Regions from separate parts of the Delphinus delphis genome. Here region 2 is linked to region 1. Evidence: chromatin contacts called from public Hi-C data. All regions are on one chromosome and are shown on one strand. The core of a region is the stretch at or near the end of the contact, and the rest is flanking DNA. Distances in the headings are between cores, read along the strand shown. Region 1 holds the start of SEC62 (SEC62 homolog, preprotein translocation factor). Region 2 holds the start of MYNN (myoneurin).

Evidence for each region. Hi-C and Micro-C count contacts between places; a contact is called where the count stands out from the background.
Region 2: a Hi-C map of lung shows a contact between it and region 1, with 5 times the contacts expected there. The contact joins the promoter of MYNN here to the promoter of SEC62 in region 1. A contact is called at or near these places in 3 of 3 Hi-C or Micro-C datasets (lung and muscle).

The regions. Positions count from the first base shown.
Region 1 is chr4:96,201,550-96,208,923 of mDelDel1.2, forward strand. SEC62 (SEC62 homolog, preprotein translocation factor) reads right to left here and starts at 2,595. Exons shown (of 9, transcript XM_060011159.1): 1 at 2,454-2,595. The coding sequence starts at 2,489.
Region 2 is chr4:96,380,006-96,387,379 of mDelDel1.2, forward strand. It overlaps MYNN (myoneurin), which reads right to left and starts at 2,719. Exons shown (of 8, transcript XR_009519307.1): 1 at 2,625-2,719; 2 at 1,436-1,732. TRNAV-AAC (transfer RNA valine (anticodon AAC)) reads right to left here and starts at 5,917; the gene lies at 5,845-5,917.

The DNA.
Region 1 (7,374 bases), core at 1,345-3,844:
AAAAAAGAAAAAGCATACAAATTAACTACTTTTTAAAACCCTGAACTTGTTTGTATCAATCATTTCCCCCAATATACAAATTACAATTCAAGGTCAGTAAATCTACTAAACATAAAAATCTTTTCTAAACATGAAACATCAAGTAGCAACAGGAAACTGAGTTAATATTACAGATCTTTTTGCCCAGAGTCTCACAATAGAATTTTTTCTGTAACTTCAACTCTGAATTTGGTCATTACGTTTGATCTTTTTGTCTAAAGTAATGCCAATATTATAGAGTTTCTGATTCTCTGGAGGGAAAAAAACCAAGGAGTTTTATAAGGTATTGTACACTTTTATTAATCTGTTGACACTGCACAGTAGTACTCCAGGTAGCACTCCCAAGATCTCCACAACATTTTACATAGCACAGCTATGTAGAAAACTTGGAGGAGGTGAAAAATGTTATTTATTTTCACTTAGCAGTATACCAACTTGATTTTTAACAATCAGATCCTCACACACTTATCTAATCCCCAACTAAACAACAGTAAGTAAATAGCCATTCTTTATGGAACTCACAACTCAAAGGTTTATTTACTGAATAGATAACTGTTAATTTTTCTTCAGCATATCAGCGTGCTTAACAAAAACCAAAACAAATTATCCTAAAGCCTTCATCCCTGGGGAAGGGGAAAAAGGAGTTATGTGCTAAGCACTCTTTCAATAGCTTTTATAACCTTTAATAACAAGTCACCCACGCACCTATTTTTTCCACAACAACCCAATGACGATATTTTTTTAAGGTAAATATTCCTTCTTATGGATTTGGAAATAGAGGAAAAAAGTTAAGTAACTTGACCAAAGTTACACGGCCAATAATTATTGACACTGGGGTACAAACAGGCACAAGTTTTAGCTCCCAGTCACTACCACTACTATACAGGTTTTTAAATCTATCTTTCTGCTTAATATGAGATCACAATTGAAATAGAGCAGGTATTCAAAGTGAATTAGGATCACCTTTACAACAATATTAAACAACAGTTGAAACTGTAAAAACAATGTTTATTTAAGGCCATAAAATATACCATGTGTGTAAATATAAGTCCAGTAAGTCCTAATTTGATAACTTCAATACAAATTCTAATAAAAGTATATTTTGTATCCATACCTGACCAATAACACTAAATTTTGAAAGACTAGAAACAGTATAATTAGAAACTTCTTCCATAATAACCTTAAGCCTTGGTTTTATGACCTGTCTGAACTTGGGGGGCAATTGTCTCTGGTCCCCTTCTGTACTCTTTTTGAAACTACTTTCTTATTTCTGCCTAATTCTAAAATTCTAAATTTACTGATCACTGGCATCTTTTTTTCCCTAGTACTTCAAAGTTTTCAGGAGAATTTTAACTTGCATAGCTCAAATCACCTGTGGTGTAAGTCAGTTAAGTGATAAAAATGGGGGAAAAAACATTAGAAACATTCATCTAAGCAATGAAATAGTAAGGAACAAAAAGACAATGACGAGTGTAACAATTTGTGATTAGTATATTAACAGTTTACAACACGCCATCAATTTATGACGACATATGAAGGTTTCTAAGCACAGGAGCTAATAAGGAGACAACAAAACATCCTGAGTCTAAGATGTTCCCCATATTTAATCCTCTCGGCAAAGAGCAAGAACAACAGGGGGAAAACTGCAAGGAAGAAATACACAGATGACATGCATGTGGAATGAGGGAGGGATGCTATGTAGGTTATGAGGATGACACACTGGCATGTGAAAGGTTTCTGGGCGGGACCCACTCTTTGCAGTACCAAGGGAGTTTTGTTTATTTACACTGTGTCGCTGAAAGAAAGCCGGAAAGCTTCAGTTGGACGTTTAAGTTAATAACTGTGAGGAAAAAGGAGGCTGCACGCAAACGAACATCTGGATACGCAGATCGCCGCCTGGGCCCCTGGGGCAGCTGACCAAACCCCGATCACTGCCCCCTCCTACGGTCCTTCTATCTGCGCACAAAGAACGGGCAGCTTTAGGTCAGTCCTCCGCCTCCTTCTACCCTAATTATCGCGGCCTTAATTTCGGGACAGCTAAGGCGAAAGGATGGCGTGGAGAAGGAAGGGGAGGAGCCCGGGGAGGGTCGGTGTCTGAGCTCGGAGGACGCGGACCTCCCAGCACAGGCCCAGGCCGGCAACGACAACGACAACGCCGCCGCCGCCGCCACCGCCACCCTGGGCTGGCGGCCGCGCCTCCCGCCTCCCGCCGCTGCCCCAGCACCTCCGCCTCGGTCTCCGCCGTCGCCAACACCGCCCTTCCTCAGGCCCCTCAAAACGACTCAGCCCGCAACCGGCGACCTCGCGGGGGAACCCCACCCCACCTCGTCCTCGATTTCGCCCACCCTTCCCGGGAGCTTTCCCTGCGTCTTCCACTTCCGAGAGTCCCCTATCCCAGGGCTCGGCTTTGCTACCTGAATCCGCTTCTTGTGTCGCCTGCGTTCCGCCATGTTGGCCGCTCCGCCCGGTTCCCTCTGACGTGGAAGTAGGCGGGGGGCGGTGGAAATATCGCGATAGCGCGCCGCGGGGCTGTTATGTAATCTACCGGCTGGCGCCGGAGCGGGGAGGCTGGCGAGAGGCCGGTACTAGGCGGGCTCGGCGGGTCTTGGCTGCGCTTTCTCTCCCCTCTTTCCTTGGCTCCTTTTGTTGCAGGAACTGGAAATCGCTGGGACCAGAAGGAAGTTGAGAAGTGGATCAAAGAACAGGAGGACTGGAAAGAGTCCTTGGTTCTCAAACCTGACTGGGCATCTGAATCACCTGGGAAGCTATTAAAATACAGATTCCTGGGGCCCCATGCTCCTCGGAGTCAGTAGGTTTGGGGTGGAACCTTTTACAGAGGATTTCCTGAGACCTATGGAATTCTAGACGTCTCTAAGTGTGGCACTTCTTTTCTTGCCAGTGAGCCCTGCATCATCTATTCCCCACGTGTAAATTCTCCTAATCCCATTTTGAAGATGGGAAAGCCGAGACAGCTGAGGTGCAGCGATATGAACAGATTTATCTAAGGCTCCACAGTTGGTAGATGGCACAGACGAGACCTAAGCCAAATTATCTCCCCGTACAATGTAGGGGGTAGTCGGGCTCATGTGAAACAAACTTTGGATTCCCCATTCCATTTTCCACGTTGCTTCTCGAAACGCACCTTTAGAATCCGAGTCAGAGAACTCAGGGAAGTACAAGCAACTAATACGATGAGTAAGGAGAGAGATTCTAAGAAGTTGGAATTAAGAAGACTGCAGGGTACTTGGAGTCTGGTGAATTACTATTATAACTATTGTTATTTTAGAGCTACTTAGATCAAAGAGAATGGGCTTAAATTGCTAGTAAGTGTTTTTAGATGGAGATTTTAAATAATAGAAAATTAGGAATTTACAGAAAAGTAAGATGAAGGAAATAAAAATCCCTAACGCTACCGTCCAAAGATCTGTTGTTTATTTTCTTCTAGTATTTATTCATACTTTGTGTGCATATATTTCCCCCTTTCCCCCTAATTGAGATCATATTGCATAATATGCCTTTTTCACTTAATGTTATGCTGAGCATATATCTTTAAAAAATTCTTCATTCCCTGTAAGTAACCTAATAGCAATTAAATATGTAATTAAGGCAAATAGTGGCATCTCGATGCCTAGTCTTTTATAAAGTAACATAGCTAAAGTTCATTTTTGGACTATGCAATTCTGCAGTCTGGGGACTGGATCAGCAAGTCATTTGGTTCCTTTTCCTTCTATAATCTACAATCAGGGTGTGTGTAGTCAGAGAGGGGTGAGAAAAAATGATGATTCTTACCAATTAACCCAAAACATAACACAGAATATGAAATGTGTTTATTTCCTTCAGTCGTCCCCATCCAAAATGAGGGTAGATCTGTTTTGTACTGTTTTATTTGGAGAACACTGGATTCTCTTCATAGGAAAGCTAGTTTATAAATGAAAATATTATTGTATTTAATAGATGTTGAGTGCCTACTAGATGCAAAATCCTAGGTTAGGACTATGATGGGGAATGAAAGCCCTTCATGGAAAATAACTACCTCTCTAGCTACTGCCCTACCACCTTTTTCTTCAGAAGAGGTTTAATTTACTCTCCCCATGTCTCACTGACATTCACTCCTTAGACTACAACAATTTGGTTTCTACCTCCACCATCCATTAATAATTCATGTCCAATTGTAGCATCTTATTAAGGATTTGACAATATTGACCATGCACTTAATTTGTTCTCCTTCTTTGGCATTCATGATATCAGGTTGTTCCTTCTGATTTCTCTTTGGCTCCTCTCTCTTTACCTAGCTCTTCAATGTTCCTGGCCACCACGTTTCCATTCTCATCTTCTTCCCTTTTCTCCATGCATTCTGGGGATTCTTATTCATGTTTACAGCTTAATTCCAAAATACTGCATTACTGTTTATTTCTAGTTGTCTTCTGGATATCTCCACTGAATGTCCAACTAGAAATCACCATTCCCCCCCACAAAACCTGTCTCTTTTACTGTATTTTTAAACTCTGGTAACTGCATCACTGTTTACTTAGTCACTCATGCTAGAAACCTTGGAGGTATCTCAACCATGCCAATCAGTAAGCAATCCTGTTGACTCTGCAACTGAGATGTTTGGAATCCTTCCCTTCCTCATCATTCCTATTGCCATTGCTTTGATTAGGTTTTTATCATTTCCTACCTGAAATGTTGTTGCAAAAGCCTGCTAATCGTTCCGCCCCAACTCTACCCTCTCTACACTCCAGACCATCCTCCACTCCCTTGTTAACCACCTGCCAGGCACCATTGCTCCCCAGCGTGTACAGCAACATTAAGGATGGCTAATGTTTGCACCTATAACCCAAATGTCACGTTTCTGGGTCCTACCTCCATTTAATATTTATATAAAAATAGCTCAAGCACTCTTATCATCACCCCATTTATATCTTTGATGGTGGTAGTGGGGAGTTTCTCCTGGCCACTTCTTGCTCTGATTTCCTTATGAATTTGCAATCTCATTCCCGTGACTTGACTTTTATTTCTCACCCAAAGGAGGCACATTACCCCTCTCCCTTTCTTTTGCCAACGCAAAACTTCTGTTTATCCCTGGACTCTGTCACTTCTTCTCCCTGGGGCTGAAACTCAGAATTTTTCTTGCTATATAGAGAATTTGAGGTCTTTACTCTTTACTGGATTCCTTGGGATGCATAAATATATAAAAACTCATTACCATGCTCTGCTAAACAAAGTGTTCTCTGATCAGGTTCCCCTCTCTTGAGGACTGATGATTAGGTGCGGACTTGAAAAAGTCAGTTTCCTGGGATCTACCATCCCAGTAAGTGGAATGGAATAGTACATAGAAATGTATTCCCCTTGATCAGACTTATCCAAACTGGAAACTGATACATTTAGGTTTTTGTTTTAAATAACACTTTCTCTGGGTCCATCTTGTATGTTAAATATATATGTGTGACTAAATTGAAAAGAAAAAAATTGTAGGGAAGTATAGCAAATAACGCCCAGGCCTTTTGGGGCATTATTTTTATAAAAGCACTTTAAAATATGTTAATTGACAATGTCAGTGACTTAATGCTGTTATCACAAAGAAAAAAAAATTTAATATACATATGTTTAATATAAAATAAAATACAGTAAACCTAATTTTATTTAAAATTTCAGTTAATGTTTTAAATTGAGTTGATTCTTTAGACTTCCACTCAGGAAACAGCATAAATAAGACAACGAATATGTATTATTGAAAAATGAGCATAAATATTTTGTTTTGAAAAAAGCACAATACATGATTTTTAGTACGCTAATATTAGACTAAGAACATTTTTAAAAGTCACTTTGACTTTTTAACCGAAATGGTAATTGTTTTGTCATTCCCCTAATTAAGTCCTTGTTAAAATACAGAGATTAGTTTCTCTTTTTTTGCACTGAACCCTAACTAATAGAACAAAGATAAGGAAATCATGAGTACCGTGTATGTGAATGAAGATTGTACTACTAATGTTGCTGTTTGTAAAGACTTAATTAGGGGAATTAGATGCTTCCAAAATCATTGAAAGTTTGCAAAAGCAGGATCAAGCCTGGGCCTGTCAGACCCTGCAGAACTAACCACTCAGGGGAATCTCTACTTTGGAGGAGTGAGGAGTCCACGATAGCCACGCTGAGTTCAAGAAATTACCAGATAGCTGTGATCAACCTGTTGGGAAGCCAGCATCAGAAGTTGTTGCCAGCACTGCTGCAGCTGCCTCAACTCCCACAATCAAGGCTGAACACGAGCTGTAGAAGAACCCTGTGTCTCCATGACCTTGCCTGCCAGCAAAGTGAAAGCCAGCCAGCAGCAGAAAGATGGCTTCCTCATCACTTTTGTCCTTCTGATATACAACCAGTGCATTGAATTAGAACCAGACTCTAGCTGCAAGGGAGTCTGAGAAATGAAGACTTTAGCTTTCTATCCTTTGCCATGTGCCAGCTGACCATATCCAACCATCATCTTCTTCCTTAGAATCACCTGGGTCACTCCTTTCCTGCTTCATCTTTCCTACTGTGAGACCACACTTCTCCTACTCCCCCATCCTGCCAAATGCCTTTTCATACCCACGTGTTTCCATTTTTTTCTTCCCCTTCTCACTTGGCAGATCCTTCAAGGGTCAAGAAACCTAACACTTCCACAGTGAAACCTTCCCTGAATACTTTCTTCAGCAGAATTAGCTGTTCCTTTTTCTGGGTTTCTGCAACATTTCATACAATCAGTGCTATAGTATATATAATTTAATATAGTTTTAATATATTTATATGTAAAATTATATATATATATATAATACAATTTAAACAAATAGTATAATTTGTTGTTTTCATTTCTACCAGACTGTGAACCTTTTAAGGGCAGGTACTATGTCTTATTCTGCTGTTCTCAATATCTAGTCCAGTGCCTGGCTTAGTGTGAATGGGTGTCAATGGAGTAAATAACGAATGATGACAATGACATAGTCCTTATCCTCTGCAGCTTTCGTAAATGGAGAGAAATATACTTACAAGATGGACAAAATTATGTTAAGTCTTCATTATATCCATGGCCTCTATTATCTCTATAGTCCTCTATGAAATTAGAAGAAACCGGTTTAATAAGCTTCCCTAGATTTGATGGAGGAAGCACTTCCTTGTGCAAGATGAGAGACTCTAGCTTTCAGTCATTGTGCTTGGTTTCCTGTATAATAGTAGTCTTACCTGAGAACAGAGACATGTAAGGATTCACCTTCTCAACCTACCTCCAACCCAGCAATTTGAGAGAAAATACAGGGTTTGACAAAGCAAAAAATCCCCCACATTAAAACCTTTTGGACAAGGAAA
Region 2 (7,374 bases), core at 1,469-3,968, 180 kb after region 1:
TAAATAACATCATATGACATTTATCTATGACACTGCTTTATTCCTTTAATCAACTTACACGGAACTGACTCAAAAATTTCATTACATCAAAATTTAAAAGCAATTCCAAACAGCATGAATGGTTCCTTTTCAATAGGATTAAGGAACATCCTAATTCCAGCTTTTCAATAAGTATATTTCCACGATCAGCTGCAGTGTAAAGAGAGGGAAGAACTTTGCTTAATGTGTACATGCATGTATCTATAGAGATCATCTGGAAAACAAGGAAAGAATATTTACCGAAGTGTTAAGAGTGGTTATCAGTGGGTGGCAGAATTTCAGGTGTTTCCTTTTTTGTTTTTTCCCTAATTTTTCTCCAATAAATGCAGAATTAATGGGCTTGTAGAGTAGGATAGAGAAGAGGAAATAAAGGAAGGAAAGTAATGTTCATTGGGAGGTAGTAAATCCTAAATCTTCACAGTAACAACCAATGTAGTTATCATCTCATTTTTACAAATGGAGAAACTGAGGCCCAGAGAGGCTATAGCTTGCTCAGAGACATGGTGACTTGACAGGCAAGATCTAATTCTAAAGCCCATAATCTTTCTATGTCAGATGATGATCTATTCATGTTTACACTTTCATAAAAGATGGAGAAAAGAAGACAGGAGTAAGTTGATTGGTTTCTCTTTCCTTTTATCCCCACCACCTTTCCCTCAACAACGAGTAAACATATTAGTATTAATCTAATTATACAGTTCATCACGTATGAAAGACACAAAATGCCTGCATTATCAGATTCCTCAGAACCTACTTCTTGTCAGTGCAGTGACAGCATTAAGCATCTCAGAGAAGCATCCTAGCATCTTAGACCAGACTTAAGCATTAGCACTGATAGCTCTACCAGGCAACAGGAGTCATGGCCATTAACACGCCAATGAAGTTATTTTCCTAAATCAAGATCAGGAAGAGGTCCTGCAGGTTGCTATTTACAGCTGGAAATGGGAGCACTATTAAATGAACAGAGATTCTTCCTTCTTTCTCCACCTATACCTCCCCACCCCTAACACCTTAAGAGGTAGGGGATAGAGAGTGAGAGAGAAGACCAGAGGAACATAAAGACCAAAAAGCAAGGGGAAATTGGAATTCAATTAAAATTCATCATATTTTGATCTTTAACTTTACATAACTGAAATCACAAGCTTTGTTTCAGTAGATAAATCAAATGTATCAAAAACCATACTTTAATCGTATTAACATCTATACTTTTTGTGCTTATGAAATGTGGTCTGTTTATCTCAAATCAGAGACACTGACTTCTTTATTAAAAACAATACTGTGCACATCAATGTTTGAAGACTCAGAGTTCAGGGACTAAATGGAAAAAAACTAATCTGCTTTAGCTCTAAAGACTATTGACCAGCTTTTATAAGTGGAAATAAAATGTGTACCTTACCTGTCAAGATTTAAAGTTCCTGTGTATATAAATTCCAACAGTTTCTGAAATCCATCAGCCTTCACCTGACTCTGATCAAGAAAGACATTGTTCTCTGAAGTGCTTCTGTAGATCGCACCAAAATACTCACTAAACGAGGCAAGCACATTCCTATGAGCTTTAAACTGGAATTCCCCAATTACTATGGTGCAGTCACAAAGAAAACCTGCTTCCCGTTGTTTGTTCAGTCTCTCTAAAAGGTGCTCACAGTGGTGCGAATACTGCATTTTGATATCAGAATCGAATTTTACCCTTGCTCTAAAAAACAAAAAGAAATAGTAAATCAGTAACCCTAAGTTTTCATCAAACTTTTCACCCAAGCAATTGGTGAGTGAAGAGACACAGAACATGAACTAGAACAAAGTCTGTTCTCATTTTATATCCCCAGAAAATTCTTATCAAACAGATATGGATAAAACTGCCGAAGGGATAAATGTCTTTCTAGCTTTTATTTTAGCTTGGTAAACTAACACAATCCTTTGGACACGTCAATAAATGGCGATGTGCGAAAACATTTTCCACAAAGTGGAAAAACAAAAAGCACCGCAAAATTTCACGCTTTTGCATCAGTTGAACCTTCAGACTTTCAAGCTCAGCAGGCACACGTATATTACGAAAAAAATTAATAAACCACTAAGAAATGATTTCTTGGGACAAAGGGGTAAAGGACACGGTATGAGTTCTTTAAAATTGCTCTCAATCGCTTCTCGGCCTTTTGGCTAAGATCAAATGTAAAACTCTCAAATCACTGAAACCTGTTAGCTTCCTCGGAGCATAGTGGCTTCAAACGCAAGGTGGGCGCCCAGGGGGCGGAGAACCAGCAGGGCCAAGAGTTGTCAAAGGTTAGGTCACTCGCCCCAGGAGGCCACACCCCTCCCTACCCCGCCTCCACTCGAGGTGGCATCGGAGAGTGACTGCGAAAGCCGGTCTCTCCTGGCTTCCGCCTCCCTGCCCTTCGCCGAGCTCCCACTCCCGCGAATTCCCACAGCAGAGGTTGTGGCCAAGGCCAACACGGGGGCTGCCTCGCCCAAGCTTTCCACACTAACACCTTCACTCCGACCTGAGCGCGAACTCCAAGGAGCCTGCCCTCCAGTGCCCCTGGGTCTGGAGAGAGCGGGGACAGCAGGCTGAGGGCGAAGACAGAACTCACCTATAGTAACCCAAAGGGGAACAGTTTCTTCACTCTCTCTCCGCCATGTTGGAAGGACGTCACCGCGCCACGCTCCACCTCTCCCTTCTTCCTCCACGGCGACGTCACATCCGGCTCCGGGCGTTCCGTGGCAACACCGTACGCAACATCGGAGGGCCGATGCCGGCCTGTGGGGAATAGTCTGGCGTACAGAGACACCGCTACCTAGCATGCCAGGAGCTAGGGAGAAACAGGGAGAGTCTTGGATACGAGATCTAAGGGCTCGCTCACAGCGCCACACCTGTCTTCCTCATTCTGAGCATTCTGGTTGGAGGACAGTCGGCATCTTGGGCTCCGCCCGCGTTCTGGGCCGAGGCTGAACCGCGCTGCACCGCGGGCCTCTTTCCAGGAGCCAAATAGCGCATTGCATGCTGGGGCTTGTAGTTAGTTGCTCGTCTTCTCCCATCATCCTCCCCTTCCTTGTGGCCCCACGAGTAGGAGCAGCTGCTGCGTGTACTCGGGCTCTGGGCCATGGGAATTTTTGAGCTGAAACTGATCACCCCTTTTTAGTTTACGTACCCGAAAGCTCTTGGGAACCCACGAGTCTTGTTTGCATCAGCCAACTGGAGCCCAGTTTCCAGGATACCCTTACGTGGTGATTGCAGTCTGAGCTGCATGAAAGCGGAGCAAAGCAGTAGGGTACACTGGGCATGCGCATGGGGAAAGGTGGGCTTTGTACCGGAAAGGGTTCTTTTGCGTCTGGACTAGAAAATTTTTAATACAATTATTTACAGATTTTGTACAGTGAGGGAAAGGGGTGCCAGTTATCTGCGTAATATAAAAAGACGCAGAAACGGTAAGATAAGTCGTGCTGATATGTTAGGGTGAATTCTTTCGTACTACCGGCGGACAACATAATCTAAGAAAACCAAAACGTCAACATTTTTTCTTGTTAAAAGTTGTAGCACAAAATAGATAGCTGGTGGGAGGCAGCTGCATGGCACAGGGACATCAGCTCGGTGCTTTGTGACCGCCTGGGAGGGTGGGATAGGGAGGGTGGGAGGGAGGGAGACGCAAGAGGAAGGAGATGTGGGAACGTGTGTATGTGTATAGCTGATTCACTTTGTTATGGAGCGGAAACTAACACACCATTGTAAAGCAATTATACTCCAATAAAGATGTAAAAAAAAAAAAGTTGTAGCACAGGGAGCTCAGCTTGGTGCTCTGTGATGACCTAGATGGGTGGGATTGCGGGGTGGGGTGGGAGGGAGGTCCAAGGGAGGGGGGAATATATGTATATATCCTGATTCATGTAGCTGATTCACTTCGCTGTACTGCAGAAACTAACAAAGCATTGTAAAGCAACTATACTCCAACTAAAAAAAAAAGTTGTGTCAGGACCACAGGAAATTTACTCGTGATTTTATATTAAAGGACAGTCTTAACTTGAATTTATTCTTTTCTTCTCTCTTGAGATTTTTTACAACTAGATTCTGTTTGCTCTCTTTGTAAATTCTTTCTTCCCGGTAAGAATCATGTTTGTGAAAAAACCCACAACCGTTAGGTTTATAAGAAAAAAAAATGAGGCTGGTTCGTTCTTGATTTCATTTTTATGAATATAATTTTTTTCTGATTCCACTTTATTTTTGTCAGAATCCTTTTCAGTAATTTATTAATTCAGAAATATTTGTCTCTACTAGGTGTCAGATACTAAGAATATGGAAAAAGCATAAAACATGGTCTCTGGCGTTTAGAGAAATCAGCAATCTCAGGGGGAAAACTAATGGAAAACCAAATGACTTGTAATACAAAGAGTGCTGGGGGCAACAGAGCTTATTTTTTACGCGGTGTTTGATTACTCTTATTAGGATGTACATTATATTATTTTTTCAGTATCAGGTTGTGAGTTTTAAAAACTTTTTTAAAGTCTGAAACACTTCTTCCATGTGCAAGCCGTTAATAAAAAAACATTTGGTGAACAAGCAAAATAACATCCAAGTTGAAAGTTCAAATTCCCAAGGTAGTGCAAATTACTATCAGGATTATGTTTTTTAAAAAGCCAACATAACCCAATCCAAAAATGGGCAGAAGACCTAAACAGACATTTCTCCAAAGATATACAGATTGCCAACAAACACATGAAAGGATGCTCATCAACATCACTAATCATTAGAGAAATGCAAATCAAAACTACAATTAGGTATCACCTCACACAAGTGAGAATGGCCATCATCAAAAAATCTACAAATGCTGTAGAGGGTATGGACAAAAGGGAACCCTCTTTCACTGTTGGTGGGAATGTAAATTGATACAGCCACTATAGAGAACAATATGGAGGTTCCTTAAAAAACTAAAAATAGAACTACCATATGACCGAGCAATCCCACTACTGGGCATATACCCTGAGAAAACCGTAATTCAAAAAGAGTCATGTACCACAATGTTCATTGCAGCACTACTTACAATAGCCAGGACATGGAAGCAACCTAGGTGTTCATTGACAGATGAATGGATAAAGAAGATGTGGCACATATATACAATGGAATATTATTCGGCCATAAAAAGAAACAAAATTGAGTTGTTTGCAGTGAGGTGGATGGACCTAGAGTCTGTCATACAGAGTGAAGTAAGTCAGAAAGAAAAACAAATACCGTATGCTAACACATATGGAATCTAAAAAAAAAAAAAAGGTCTGATGAACCTAGGGGCAGCACAGAAATAAACACGCAGACATAGAGAATGGACTTGAGGACACGGGATGGGGGAAGGGTAAGCTGGGACGAATTGAGAGACATATACATATGACATATACACACTCCCAAAAGTAAAGTAGATAGCAAGTGGGAAGCAGCTGCATAGCACAGGGAGATCAGCTCAGTGCTTTGTGACCACCTAGAGGGGTGGGATAGGGAGGGTGGGAGGGAGACGCAAGAGGGAGGGGATGTGGGGATGTACGTATGCATATAGTTGATTCACTTTATTATACAGCAGAAGCTAACACAACATTGTAAAGCACTTATAGTCCAATAAAGATGTTAAAAAAAATAAAAAGCAAACATAAGGAATATCACAAGACCCTGTTTAAGTGGACGTAAACAGGGGGAAAAGGAGTAAAGAAAAATAAAATAAAAAGCAAACGTAAGGATCATCACAAGACCCTGTTAAGTAAGTGGGCAAACATAAGGAGCATCATAAGACTCTGTTAAGTAAGTGGACGTAAACAGGGGAAAAATAAGAACACTGTTTCCGCCCGGTTTCGAACCGGGGACCTTTCGCGTGTTAGGCGAACGTGATAACCACTACACTACGGAAACCCGCCTGTCAACCATGGCTGAGAAAGTCCTTGATATCGCTGTTGTAACGTGCAATTCACGAGCGCTTAAAGGTAGGGTTAGCGTAACTTTTAATAGAAAGAACAATGAAACCAAAAAAAAAGGAAAAATAACCGTATGTCCAGTTGAACAGTATTACCATTTCAAAAGTTGGAATTTGCATACACTTTTTGCAAAGCCCCTAGTTAGAAATCGGGCACCCGTTGGTTGCACTTTTTTGCGGTTTACTTTCTTCTACGGAAAAGAAGTGTTATATTTTGCGTTACTCTGTTGAGAGTACCGGATGAGTTTCAGGGCTTTGGCGGGCTAGGAAGGGCTGGCCGCACGCGAATCCCGGAGTCCCGGCTCCCGCAGCGGGGCGCAGCTCCGCGCAGCACCAAACTCCCTAGCTGTTACTTAGCTAGCGAGAAAGCGATCCTTTCAGCCTCTGGTGGAGGGACTTTTGAATTTCCTCTGCTCTGTACTTGTTTTAGACGGCACTTGTTTTAAAATCTTCTACAGGGTGTGCAAAATTGAAGAGGTTAAAAAAGAAAATCAGACATCGAGATGCACCTTTTTGGCACGCAACATGAATAAATTTTTCTAAGCCTGAGCTTCATATGACCTAAGGAATATCGTTTTTCCTGCAAAGAGACAGACACATCCTTATGCCTAAAAATCAAGAATTTTTAGGGAATGAGAATGAGCTTCCATATTACACCGGGGGCGGGGGCGTGGGGTGGGTAACCTGATGGGATTTCTTAAAAAATTTAAAAGTGAGATTATACTTTTTTGGTTTTGAGTACATTTTGCTTAGAAAACACGGGGAAAGAAACACAACAAAGTACTGCCCAGAATATATAGAAATAATAATAAAAGTATTTAAAACCCACTTTAAGTCCTAGCACTTTTTCCCTTTCTCTTTTTACAAGTTGACGAAATTCTCTTTTTAGAAGTTCAGAAGCATGAACCGTACCTCCCCCGCTACGACACTTTACCCTGTCAAATCTCTCCACCTTTTTCCAGTTTCGAGGGCGCATTTCAGAGCTTCCCGCAGGCCCTTGGACAGACATCTACTAACCAGAATGTAATGACGTTGAGAAATAAAACTGTTTTTATGGCTCATCGAGGTATTAGAGAAAGCCTCTTGTGAAGGGTTAGATTTGTATCTAGCTTTCTGGGAAGAAAGTCAGGTTTTCCTGATATTGGTATTCCCGGATTCCAAGGGGGTGAGGAGTGGCCCAACCCGGGTGAGACGCAATCGTGGGTGGCACTTTAGAGTGCACCTTGCATCCATCGAGTCCCCGGCCTGGGACTCCCCCCCGCCTCCCCGCCAGCCCCCGGCTCCCTCCAGCCCGGCTCAGGCCCCGCGGGGCCGTGCCGGGGTCTCTATGACGCGGCGTTCCAGGTCGTCTGACCGGCACATCACTTTCCGCGCTCCCCGCCTAGCCCGCAGCCAG